Linked DNA regions of Oryzias latipes: region 1 is linked to region 2. The links are chromatin contacts, called in public Hi-C maps. All regions are on one chromosome and are shown on one strand. The core of a region is the stretch at or near the end of the contact, and the rest is flanking DNA. Distances in the headings are between cores, read along the strand shown.

Region 1 (6,639 bases), core at 1,072-3,571, 220 kb before region 2:
ACCTCCCCTTTCAGTAAAGCTTTTTGTTAAAGTTAGCGTGGAGCCGTGCTGCCTAAGACTTTGATTGATGAAGTTCATTTTAGGATACAGTACTTTTATATCATCCATAAATTCAAAGGTCGTTTTTGTTTTTACTCTCTTTTCTCTCCTTTGTCCCAGAAATGATGTTCCAAAACTTTTTGTTTGTCTCCTTCCTGTCCTTGCAGCAGAGAAATGCTCTCACAGAGTCTAGTACTGCTGGATGTTTCTTTGTTTTTCTTTATCCAATCATTAAATGCTTGCTGAGTACAAGGGTCAGAAGTTAGAGCCTCTGGTCACAGGCAGGAGCCGTCCTCAGAGTTATAGCCACACTAAAACTCCCAGCAACCCCCAGCGCACATTTCCTGGATGCTGCACACCTGAGTCTCAGTCACTCAATCAACCACAGCATACCTAAGCATTGCACTGAGCCTCACTCAGTGTGAAGTACTTTTTGTGTCTTCGTTATATAGTGTTATAGGTGGACCTGACCTTCTGTCTCTTTACCCTGTTTCTGCCTGCCCTGACTCTTGCCTGTCTCTCATCTACCCCTGTCTCTCATCTGAAGATCTCATGCCTGTTGTTGAACTCTGCCTGCCTGACCCTGATTTAGCTTTGTAGACTTTTAGTTGAGCTGATAAACATGCTGCAATTGGATCCAGCTGTCTGCCTGTTCTTGCGACAGTGAAAGCTCTTCACTTTAATCTGTTGGGTGCATATTTGACCTTATTGAAAAATGTGGCCCACATTAGGTTGAAACAATCTTGAATTTCTTCAGCAAAAAGTAGTCTATTTAAGTGTACTGCAAGTATACTTAGCCCATGCTAAAAGTGAGGGATTTTGCTTGAAGTTTACTTTTTATGTAGGCTACTATTTTTATATCATCAACATAAAATGTGCCAATTTAGTCTGAAGAATTCAGTAATGTTATGTCCTGCACTACATGCACATGGTCTATAGTGCACTTGCTATACTTATACTGCAGTAAAATTAAAATGTTCTAATTTATGTCTGAATAAGTATTTTGTCAACACCTGTGGTCACTGGTACACTTCCTATACTCAACTGATATTTAACTAGGCTTTATTTGAATAAACTTCAAGTGTGATACTTTCGCTTAGGGTTCTTTTAGCGAGAACTAGTCTACTTAAGTGTACTACTAGTATACTCAGTCTATACTAAAATTGAGGCAGGACACTTAAAGTTTACGTTTTGTATACTTTCTATATATTTCAAACTTAAAATGTTCAGATTTAGTCTATAAAGTATTCAGTTAGTATACTTCTACATGTATTTGGTATGCAGTATACTTGCTAGACTTAATCAGGTAAGCTATACTTCATAAAAAAAACCTTCAAGTGTACTACTTTTTGCCAAGGATTCCCGTAACAAAAAATAGTGTAATTAAGTCTACTACAAGTGTACTTATTTCATTCTGAAAGTGAAGCAGTTAAACTAAAGTTCACTTTTTGTAAACTTTCTATATATTTTAAACCCAAAATGTTTAGGTCTTAAGTATTTAGTTAGTATACTTTCAACACAACACGTACATTGTCTTTAGTACACTTACCATACTCAAGTATACCTAGTAAAGTACACTTATCGTGTACTGTTAATTTTTGTTAAGGATTGTTGGAGATAAATTAGATTAAAATACTCATAATTGGTTTTACTTGGTCAAACATTTCTGTTTTGCTTTATGTAGTACTTTAAAAAAAGTTATCTAAGTAAGCATATTTACAAATTTCACGTGCTTTTATTTTGAGACAAACCGTTTTTGTCAAAATTTTTCTGGGAAGTTGGATGTTTTCTGCAGAGCGGCCGGCAGGGGGAGCTCCATCGTCAGGTTACAAAGCAGTCTGCCTTCCAATCTTTGTAAAACGTTGATTATTTTAGTTCAGTTACCACTCAGTGGAGCTTCACTTTCCCCATGAATGTCTTGACCTAGCTCGGACTCCTGTCTGTCGACACGGACAGGTGTCTTTCCAGATCTGAACATGTACTGACAGGCCAGTTTATGTCTAACATACCTCGGTGGAAACAGTGTCGCTCAGAGTCAAATACTTGGATTAATTAATCTTTTAATTAGTGAAAGTTCATTTAAGTTTACGTAAAGGTGCGTCAAAAGTTTTTTTTATATGTATAACTTGTGTCCCTTTCAGCAGAAACAACCGTTTTTCAACATGCTTCACTTAAATCTGTGTGTAAAGAAGGTCCATCTCTTCTTCAAGCACTGCTGTCCGTGGTCACCTCGGGACCAATCGCAGCACGAACGTGCCTGCTGTCAGCCAATCACAGAGCAGGGTGAGTGCGCACTCCGCGTGACGTCGACAACGGACCGGAGCGGCGACCTGCTCGATGTCGCAAAGTTTTAGCGTTGTACCAGATTTTGGGCAAAACGGTAAGTTAAACTTCTAGAGGACGTGTTTGTTTTTGAACAGCGAGGATTTAGAGGCAGACATGTTGGTGAGGAGCTTAAAGGTCGTCTTCGCCGCTCGCCAGTCACGTACCGAGTCGAGAGGTGAAGCGGTGCCTCGCGAAACGAAAATAAACTTCCACCGATACCCCTCCGCGCACGCCGCATGCCCCACGTCGGTTACTTTGATGTATTTGTCAAACTAAAATCTAACGTCTAAAAACTTTGGAAAGTCATACAAATGTGTGAAAATATGTAACCAGAAGTGTTAGTGCGGTTTCAAAGGAGAAAAAAATAACTATTTACAATAAGATTTTTTTTTTAAAAAAAGTCTTAATTTTAACACACAGCCGCTCCTTTTTCCACAAAATATGCCTCAGCGTATTTAAAGCTCCACCTCATGTTCTCAAAGTACTTTTCACATCATCATGCACATGGCTTTTAGTCAACACATAATTATATTATATTACAAAATGCATTATATGGAGCCTGATGTTGTTATTGTAAAATTCCAGTCACAATCTGGTCGTTAATTTCCCTTCACCAAAATAAAGTGTCTTTTTGTTTGATTGAAATAACAGTATAGTCCCTGTCTGCCTGCAGGAGCCAGCAGCTCTAAGGACTAATGGGGGAAATAGAGGGTTCCTATCGAGTTCTGCAGACCCCAGGTACGAGGCTGGGAGCCCAGTTTAACGCCGGAATCAGCACCCTGGAGGCCGGCCAAAGTCTCAGCGGGAACATGGTCAGTGGGAGCAAGAGCCCCGGTCGAGGCCTGCAGGTCCGTGTGAAGGGCCTGGACGATTCCCAGGAATTCTTTGACATCGATGTAAGTTGGGTTTTCCCTTAGCCCTCTTTAATTACCTTCAGGATAAACCTGGCCTTTGGGACAGTCCTGGGTTACCCCGTTTGCATGCGGCTTGGGTTGGTGACAGCTGCCGTTTGGCTTTGGTGCCGAAATCCCTACTTACTAAGGCGTCTTATTCAGGACAAGCCGTGGAACTCAACAGGGAACTTTAACGTTGCTCTAAATCTAAGCTGGACTATGGTGGTGGTTGTTTTCCTACTTTTGTATTCTGTTGGAAATAACCACATAAAGTAACAGATGATGGTAGGGCTGTACGATATATGATATTGCAAAATGCCATATTAATGATCAATATTGCGATGAAGATATACTTTGCGATACATGAACATTAGCAACTTAAATTATACTCCAAATGACCCTCGTCTACATGGAGGCGAACATCTAACGTAAAAAGGCTCCATCCGATTGGTCAACAATGTGAAGGAATTTATTTGATTTGTTAAATACTTCAAGCTGCCATAAGATTGTTTTAGCACATTTAAGTTATCAATTTATTGCAATTTTTTCGCTGTCTTTTGCTATATGCATATTGCACTGTTTGATAATTGCGATAACGGTAAATTTGCGATTTATCGTGCAGGCCTAGATGATGGTTCAAACTTCATTTACTATCAAATTTGTTAGTAAAATAAACAAAGGCTGTACACACAACCACACACCCACATACAGAGTATGGCACAATTCAGCAGTCACCTGTTGTCCAACTTAAAAGGATGAATGTGGTCCGTAATGTCCAACAAAGGAACCCTTCAATTATCAGACACAGAATGTGGAAAAAAAGAATCCAGGAAATGACATTGTTCAATTCCTAAATAATTTATTTGTATAATGAAGCAGACAATGAGGATTTATCTTCAACAAACAAGAATTCTGTTCCTCACTGACCTTTTGCCTCTCTTTGAGGAAGCTCTTCTATCCTGCACTGTTTACCTTTATTAATGTTGTTGTTGTGTTACTGGTTATATGTATAAAATAGACCTGACCACACCCTTAAACAGTCAGACTGCTACCTCTCCACCATAAATAGATAGTAGGGGCCGGCCAGATTGTAGACCTGAACAAGACTAGGATAAATCAATCTGCAATAGACAAACAGCTTAGAGAGAAGAGATCAACTGTTGGAGCAATCACTGACAATCTACCTGGTACTCCATGCAAGATCTCACCTGGTGGAGAACAAATTATCTTGAACGGTGTGGAAAAAGTCCAGAACTACACGGGGGAACTGGTCAATGACCTAAAGAGAGCTGGAATACAGGATGTCATCATGGATTCAGATCCTGCAGAGATCCAAATGTTCCCCGGTTGAATCCAGCAGATGTCCAGACATGTCTAAAGTTCTCCAGAGACCATCTGGATGATTTAGAGGAGGAATTGGAGAAGGTTAGGTGGTCAAATTAAACCAAAATGAAACTCTTTGGTACTAACGCCAAATAAATCCCATGAACACCAGACCCACTTTGAAGCATAGGGGTGGAAACATCATGCTTTTCCACAAAGAGGACAGAATGACTGATCATTATGAAGAAAAAGATGAATGGAGCCACTTATGGTAAGATTCTGGACCAAAACCTCCTAAATCTCTGAGCGTTGAGGATAAAACATGGTTTTATCTTTCAGAATGACAATGATTCCAAACACAAACAAATGAGCAACCAAGGTGTGTCAATGTTAAAGCATTTCAAGGTTCTGCAGTGGCCTAGAAAGTGTCTGAACCTCAATCCATTGAACTTTGTTAGTGACCAAATACTAATTTTCTGCTCCATTATACAAATACATTCTCTAAAAAATCAACCAATGTAATTGATGGATTCTTTTTTACATTCTGTCTCTTACAGTTGAAGTGTGTGATGACGATAACAGACCAATCTCAGTTTTTAGACTGCAGAATCTGTGACTGACGAATACTTTTTGGTCCCACTGTGTATATACTCACTAATATTTATATACATTTGTATTTGCAGAGATATTTAACAACAAAATCAATATTGTTGATTTTTTTCTACTTGCCAAATACAATATGGCTGCATCACCAGGCAAATAGGAAGCAATAAGGAAGCCATTGGATCAAAGTGTTATTTCCTGTCACTTCCTGCCGGGGGAAAAAGTTTTCAAGCCAGCTCAACACAATACTTCTAACACCCATTGAAGTTGTCAGATAATGTGGATGTGTGATTACTAGACCCAAAAGCATCTGATTGTGTTAGAATTGACCATATTTATACCTTCCTAAACCCCTGCGTAGCCACAACAATAACTGATCTGGCAGATGCAGTTTGGGAGCGCCGCTGAGACAGACGTTTCTTAATCTAATGCACCACATGCTGATTGGAAGTCAGGTTGATAGACGGTGACTGGTTCAAGTTCTGTGTCTGTCTGACACTGGCTTTGTGTCTCGTCATACTGGCAGAAAATGATCTTTTAGATGCTTTTGGTCTATTTTTTTGGTTTAGGTCATGTTTGCCTCCGCTGAGCCTCATTGTGCTCAGTGATAGCGATGTATTTCTGCTCGGTGCTGTGATAGATGGATGACAGAAATACATGAGGATTGTGTGTTGTCATGCAGACTGCAGTGAGTCTTCTCCCTCTGAGAGGGTCTGTTGTTCACCATCTGTACGTCATATTCATTCATTCTGAAGAGACTTGAGAGAAAAGCATTTATCTTTATGTATGAAGGGACCATATGACCATATTCATTAGCGGGTTTTGTGTGTCATTTCTGTTAAACTCCACTGTTGTATTTCTAGTTGACCACAGTCTAAAGAGAAGCAAATGAAGCGGTCTAACTGAAGCCTTTTTTCTGCAGTATGCAAATAAATGCGTATCATTGCAGCGTTGAACATTTGCAATGGCCTTGATGGGCGAGTTGCTTGGCCCCTTTGTCTTGTACAACAGTGGTCCCCAACCTTTGATTTCAGGTCACAGAGCGGTTTAAAGTCAGACAATTTGTTTGTATTTGTTTACTAGATTTCGTGTAGGAACTACTAAAATGTGATGCAGATTTTTTCTTAACTCATAACCTTCAAAGTGGAAGCTAAAAAATTGGACGCCAACTTCAGCCTCATCCATCTTTTAAGGTGCGACAGATACTTTTGCAATATGGTCACTAAAACTATTATTTTTTGAATATAATCATAAACTTGAATCCTCTTTTTGAGCAACTTTATTAGCAGCATCCTCGAAACATCAGACAGCCGTTTGCTGAATATTATGCATCATTGTTATGGTCTGTGGGAATAGCTGCCTCAATAAATCCATATTTGGAGTAAAGACTACTGGTTCTTGTTTGGTAAATGTGGCTTTCTCTTATTTTCTAGTCAAAGGCTCTTCTGTTTCGTCA
Region 2 (5,971 bases), core at 2,371-4,870:
TTATTGCTGTGCGTAATCCTGATAACTGTCACCCACACTTAGTCAGATTACATGACAGATTATGGACATGTGGCGCTGAAATGTGCCCCCTGATTGACAGACCTGCACACAGCACGCGCCTGCGCACTCAACTTGACTCATCATCCATACACTTGTCACTTCCCCGTTTTATAAAGGAGCGCACCTGGACAGAATCAAACTCCCACTCCTCCACCAAATGCGCACACTTCATGTCACTTCCGCGCGTGTCTGTGCCAATTAACGGTGAGAAAGGCATCTCCTCCTTGTGTTCCCTCCATCTGCTCAGCAAAGTGGAGTGAATGAGCGTTTCTCTGACGAGCAGCTGGTGAGCCTGTCAGTGCGGGAGCTGAACCGACACCTGCGCGGCGTCAGCAAGGATGAAGTGGTGCGCCTGAAGCAGAAACGGCGCACGCTCAAGAACCGCGGGTACGCGCAGTCGTGCCGCTACAAGCGCCTGCAGCACCGCCACGCTCTGGAATCGGAGAAGCACGTGCTCACACAACAGGTGAACAACCCCTGATCTCACACACTGTTTCGTGTAAAGTCATGATCTGAAATAAATTGCTCACAACTCCGCATACAAAAGACAAATCAAAGTGCCAGATCTTAGCACCGGATTTCTGTACATCAGTCTGGCATGTCCAAAGTCCGACCCCTGGCCCGAATGTGGCCCGGCTGACATTTCTGTCGGCCACAGGCTCTTGTCATAAAAAATTAACCTAATGGCCCAAAGCCCTTTCTTTAGCCTGTGTAGGATTTTTCATTGTGATTGGCTAAATTTAGTTGTAGGCTGTTGTAAAGGTTTGGCAACAACCTGTTGCTTTGACCTTTACAGCCTACAGGGACAAACCAGAAGAACATCATTTATTATTTTCTTTGATCAAAAACACTTTGGTTTGTAAGTCTGAGTAAGATTTTAATAATGAAGATTTATAATGAATAATGTATAACATTTCATGTCAACCCAGACAAACATTTTCTTCATTTTAGTTCTGGACTTCAAATCAGAAATTCACAATAATTTTGGTTAAAATGTATTTAAATGAAAAATATCCCATTGGAAAGATTTCTTTTCATTAAATATCTCTATTATAATGCTATTATAAGGGTTCGGAGAATGCAGGCCGAATGGTTGGCCCTCACATTTTCACCTTTTGTAAAACTGACCCTCTTTGCCCAAAGTCTGCCCCCCCCCCCCCCCCCCCCCCCCCATCGTGGGTTTTTCATATCTTCTCCTGATTATCTGAACACCTGCAAAAAAACAAGATCCATTTTTTTTTTTCAGAAGAGGGAAATGTTGACAAGTAGAGGTCAATCCAGTTCAGACAGAGTTGCAACTCAAGAATTAAAATTTAAAAAGTAATTGATGACCAGGATCTTGGGCCCGTTTTTCTTCTAGACCCCTAATAGTTTTCTTTTGTATTTTGGAGTGTGCCAAATAACTCCTATAGAAAATTGAGGATTCAAGTGTGTGTTTTTGTTCCTTGGGTCTTTATTTCAGCTTGAGCAACTACAGTGTGAGCTGACCCGAGTGCTGAGGGAGAGAGACGCCTACAAGGCTCGGTACGAGAAGCTCCTCAGCACCAACCCTGGAGCCGGTGGAGATGCTCCTCCAACACGCACAGGCAACCCAGCCTCCCCACCACCTGACTACTTCCTCTGAGTTCAGCTCAGGAGGACGACCAGCCTAAATGGAGCATCAGCTGTCGAGTAATCAGACTTTCAGAGGAGTATAGTATTTGTGTGGGCCGTGTGAGCGTGAGAGAGAAAAGGCAGGCTTTGGCAGATAGTGTGTGGGGCTGCACAACAGCAAAAATCTCCCTGTGAGTGACTGACTTTTGTTTGAAGGGGTGTCACTCGGGCCTCGGCCGCTTTATGGACTTAGATTTCCTTCACTGTGAATGCACAGCTCTCCAGCGCAGAGCTCCTCAGTGCAGCATTTGACAAATGTAACTTTGAGAATGCACCGGAATCGCTTCATTATGCAAAAAGAGAGAAAAAAAACACAGATGAGTATGATATCTATGCAAAAGTACACTTTATCTGCTCTCCAAATGAGTGGTTGAAGCTCGCTGTAGTTAATTATTTTCATTTTTATGTGCTGCTAAAGCTGCAGAGGTCTGAGTAGTGCAGTGGTGATACACATGGAGTGGTATGGGCCTGGATGGAAGTGTCCACAGTATGCAGTTGAATATCCGCCAGCTAATATTTCACAGTTGCCTACCAAAGTGTTTAAGCTCACCAAGACTTCTTATTCTTTGTAAGATGAATAATCATAGATGAAAGAATGTAAAAGAATACCTTTCATGGGAATTTTCCAGTGATTGTGCTAAACGAATAGTGGAAATATAGCTCTTGGGTTTCAGCAAAGAAAAGTTCTTTTTGTTAGTTGAAGACTTTATTAGCCATTACAGTGACAGGGTGTAGGTTTGTCATTTTGCTCTGAAAAAACATGTTTTTGTGGGACTCTTGACTCAGACGGGGGCCGATGGTGAGCTTGATGACAACAAATGATAAAGACAGAAGAAAACATAAAGGTGTGGCATGATTTGTGTGGTTTTGTCTAGTTCTCCGGCCTAAATACCATATTTATGGGGGAGTCAAACAGCTCAGACGTTTGTGAACAATCACTATATTCAACGTGGCACTAGAGAGCTGGTGACTATGGAATACTGATGACTCATTTAAGGTGCAGGGATAAACAGAAATGCAAAAAAAAAAAAAGATTTTCATGGAGACTCTTTCTTAAATGTCCCATGGAACGTTTGCCAGGTTTTGTGCATTAGAGCTATTTATTTTGTTTGGGTGTAGGTTCCAATAAGTTGTTCTTTTATTTATTCACTTATTTATGATGTATTTACCGTTTATTTATGTACGGATTCTAATTATTTAACTGGTTTTATTCCATTAGCATGTATTTTTACTTTCCTACAGTTTATTCTTTTATTCAGTTGTAATTAGAATTAACAGAACAAAAAATGGCCATTATCCTGGTTTTCTGCTCTTGTTGTAGTGTGGTTTTATATGCCTATGAAATAAACAAAGTTCTTTAACATCCTTTACAGTGTGTCGGCTGCGTTTTGTGCGTCCTGCGTGGCTTTTGACCTCCTCCGTTCCCCTATCGGAGCATCTCCCACGTTCAGCGCCATGCGGGCCTTTTCTCTGTGCCCGGCTCCATGCCTGTCTTTATCCCTCAGCCTCCATATAGTGAGGCTGTGACCCTGGTTGTGTGCTGTTTGGGATGACCTCATCTCCAGCTCTGCCTCCCTCTCTTTGGCCTGTACAATAGGACCTGGATTAGGGCTATAATAGCTCACTGCCGGAGTCTATTGTGGCATTGTGTGGGAGGGGCGCACCACTGCTCATGGTCCTGCTCACATTTTGACAGAAAACACATCCAAATATTGGGTAAGGAGACGGACAGGGGCCGTGAACCCATTCCTAACAAATGCAACAGATGGTAGATGTGGTTCTGGTAGAAATGTTTTTATTCGGTCTCCACTTTTTTAACAGAAATAAATCAAGCATGAGCTCAAATAGAGTACTAGGACAAAAAAGCCCTCAACTCTCTTTGAGGACTCTTGTGTTACACCGCCCCCTAGCGGTGGCGTTCTGTACCGCCTCCCATCTTTTGTGGCACGGAGCATCTTTGCAGAAAACTGCAGGCTGCCTGCATTTATCCGCTCTGCTTTGATCGCAGCGATGTCACGCTTTCACAGATGATGGGGGGGGCATTTTATCTCATATTACTGTCAGTCAGTGTAATGACTGACAGACTCGTGCGCAGAACTGGACCCTAACATGAGTAGCAGGAGAGAGGGAGATACGTTAACTGAGGAAGAGGAGGAGGAGGAGGAGAGAGAGAGAGAGCACCGGGGAGAAAGCCAAAGAGACATAAGGAGAGAAGGAGCTTCCTTTGCAGTTGCATCCAGACACCTGACAGGTGAGAGCTCAGAACTGCATACCCTGGCTCATCAAGTGAGTAGGGTGGGGGTTCAGAGGGGTGGCTCTGTTCTCTTTGTGCCTCTTTGTGTGGATTCCTCACAGATTGATTGATTTCAGTTTGCAGATGCCGACAGATGTGCCCGAACACAGACTCAGCGCCGAGGAGACTGCACACAAGGTAAGGGACGTGAAGCGTGATGAGAGGCTACGATTTGTCACGTTTTCTTGCGAGTCGAGTGAGAGTGGATGTTGTGGGTGGGCAGTGCTGCACGATGTGGGTGTCCTGCATAAAAAATTACTAGATGTGAAGTTTGCAAGCGTGGACTCTCGAATCCCCCTTAGAATGGCAATGCTGGCTCATCTACTGAAATATGAGTCCAAAACGCTAATTTATACATTGTTTGGCCATTTATTAGGCACTAAGCATGTTAAAGGTTCCATGTTTTTTCTTCTTCTTGTATGTTTTTTTTCCCAGCTTTTTGGAAATTTTTACCCAACTTAAGCAATATAAACAAGTTGGGTTAGGTAAAAAGTTAAGTTCTTTAAGCCTAGGTTGAGTAAAAATTCCCAAAAAAGCTAAAAAATAAAAATAAAAAAAATAAAAAACACACAAGAAGAAACAGAGACCCATTAATATGCTTTAAAACAATTCCTTAACCCAATAAAGTTTTTTTCCCCACAATTTTCCAAGTTTCCATTATTTCCATTATTGCGCAAACCAAATTCACTGTCTATAAAATTCTTGGACTCATATAGAGAAGAAATTCTAACTGGATCAAATGTTTTATTATATAGTTATCTCTCAATAATATTTTTAGGGATTCATGTTATCATGTTAAAGTTTGTGACAGGAGATGTTTTATATGTCATATGTAAGCAAAGCAAAAATGGAAGGTGGCCAACAAGTCTTCAAATTCAAAAAAGGTTTCAGATTGATCATTTGTTCAATTGCGTCTCTCCTACCAGTGTGACAGTATGACTCTGTCCAGCACCCCGACCGTCCGCAGAGGAAGCACTCCTCTGCCGCTGAAGCACCAGCTCCGGCGAGAAGAAGCCGTCCACGAGGATGTAGAATGGACCTCAGGTGCAGCTGGACCCTCAGCTTCTCCAAACAGCTTCAACTCTGCCTTGGATGACATTCCAACTGTGGCTCTGGAGGGCCGGCCTGATGGGCCGCTAAGGATTGCCTTGCTGGGGCAGAATGGCGTGGGGAAGTCTTCTCTGGCCATCGCCCTCGCCGGTGACCTGGACCGAACTGCTTCTGTTGATTCTGAGGGTACACAGTTTTGTGTTTTGACAGGGTCAATGCAGCAGGAAGGCAGCCTTTGCTTTGTCATTACTGTGCCAGCAGCAGGTAGTAAATAAGCAAAAGCTCTCATCAGAGACCTAACCGTTCCTGTCCTTGTCCCAGGGGAGGGTTATGTGCGCACAGTCACAGTGGATGATGAGGAGAGCACCATCATTATCTATGACAACTGGAGACAGGTGAGCTGAACAACACCTCCCCGCGCTTTCCTTCACAGCTCCTCCTCTGCCGCTGCACACAGTTTGCTCTGCGGCCTTGACTCGTCAGCTCTGGTAGATGCTTTTCTTCTTATTGACTGAGCTATTGCATGAACAAAATCAAGCTCAAAGTGTTCCTTTTCAGTATGGATTTGTCCCACTTGACCTGGTTTGGTTTTATTTAAAGAGTTTAGCGAGCTGTCAAGGACAGCGTTCATTCATTCACAGAATGGCCACATGAATCGTGACAACTCCTGGATTTGTAGCTCAGAGTGTAGAGAAAACACAGGAATAACATTCATTATTCTATATAATCAAGATGATGTGTAAATAAATATACTCTCCTTGTCACTAAAGGAAAGCCATAACATGTAGTAATTAAAAAATAAATAAATCAACTTAGAGGTTCCAAAATTCTTCAAAATATAATTAACAAATGTTAAAACAAAATGTACAATGAATATATGAAAAGTGAACTAAATTTGATATGAAGCCAAGGAAG

What was found. A called contact is a pair of places that touch in the nucleus more often than the background predicts.
Region 1: a contact with region 2 is called in a Hi-C map of embryo, with 2.1 times the contacts expected there. The contact joins the promoter of farp2 here to the promoter of LOC101155178 in region 2.

The regions. Positions count from the first base shown.
Region 1 is chr4:4,219,588-4,226,226 of ASM223467v1, reverse strand. farp2 (FERM, ARHGEF and pleckstrin domain-containing protein 2) reads left to right here and starts at 2,321. Exons shown (of 27, transcript XM_011473774.3): 1 at 2,321-2,419; 2 at 3,038-3,260. The coding sequence starts at 3,060.
Region 2 is chr4:3,998,824-4,004,794 of ASM223467v1, reverse strand. It overlaps LOC101155178 (GTP-binding protein REM 2), which reads left to right and starts at 3,620. Exons shown (of 6, transcript XM_011473766.2): 1 at 3,620-3,964; 2 at 4,084-4,144; 3 at 4,933-5,242; 4 at 5,378-5,451. The coding sequence starts at 4,091. LOC105353878 (transcription factor MafA) reads left to right here. Exons shown (of 5, transcript XM_023954018.1): 4 at 308-526; 5 at 1,523-3,081. The coding sequence ends at 1,684.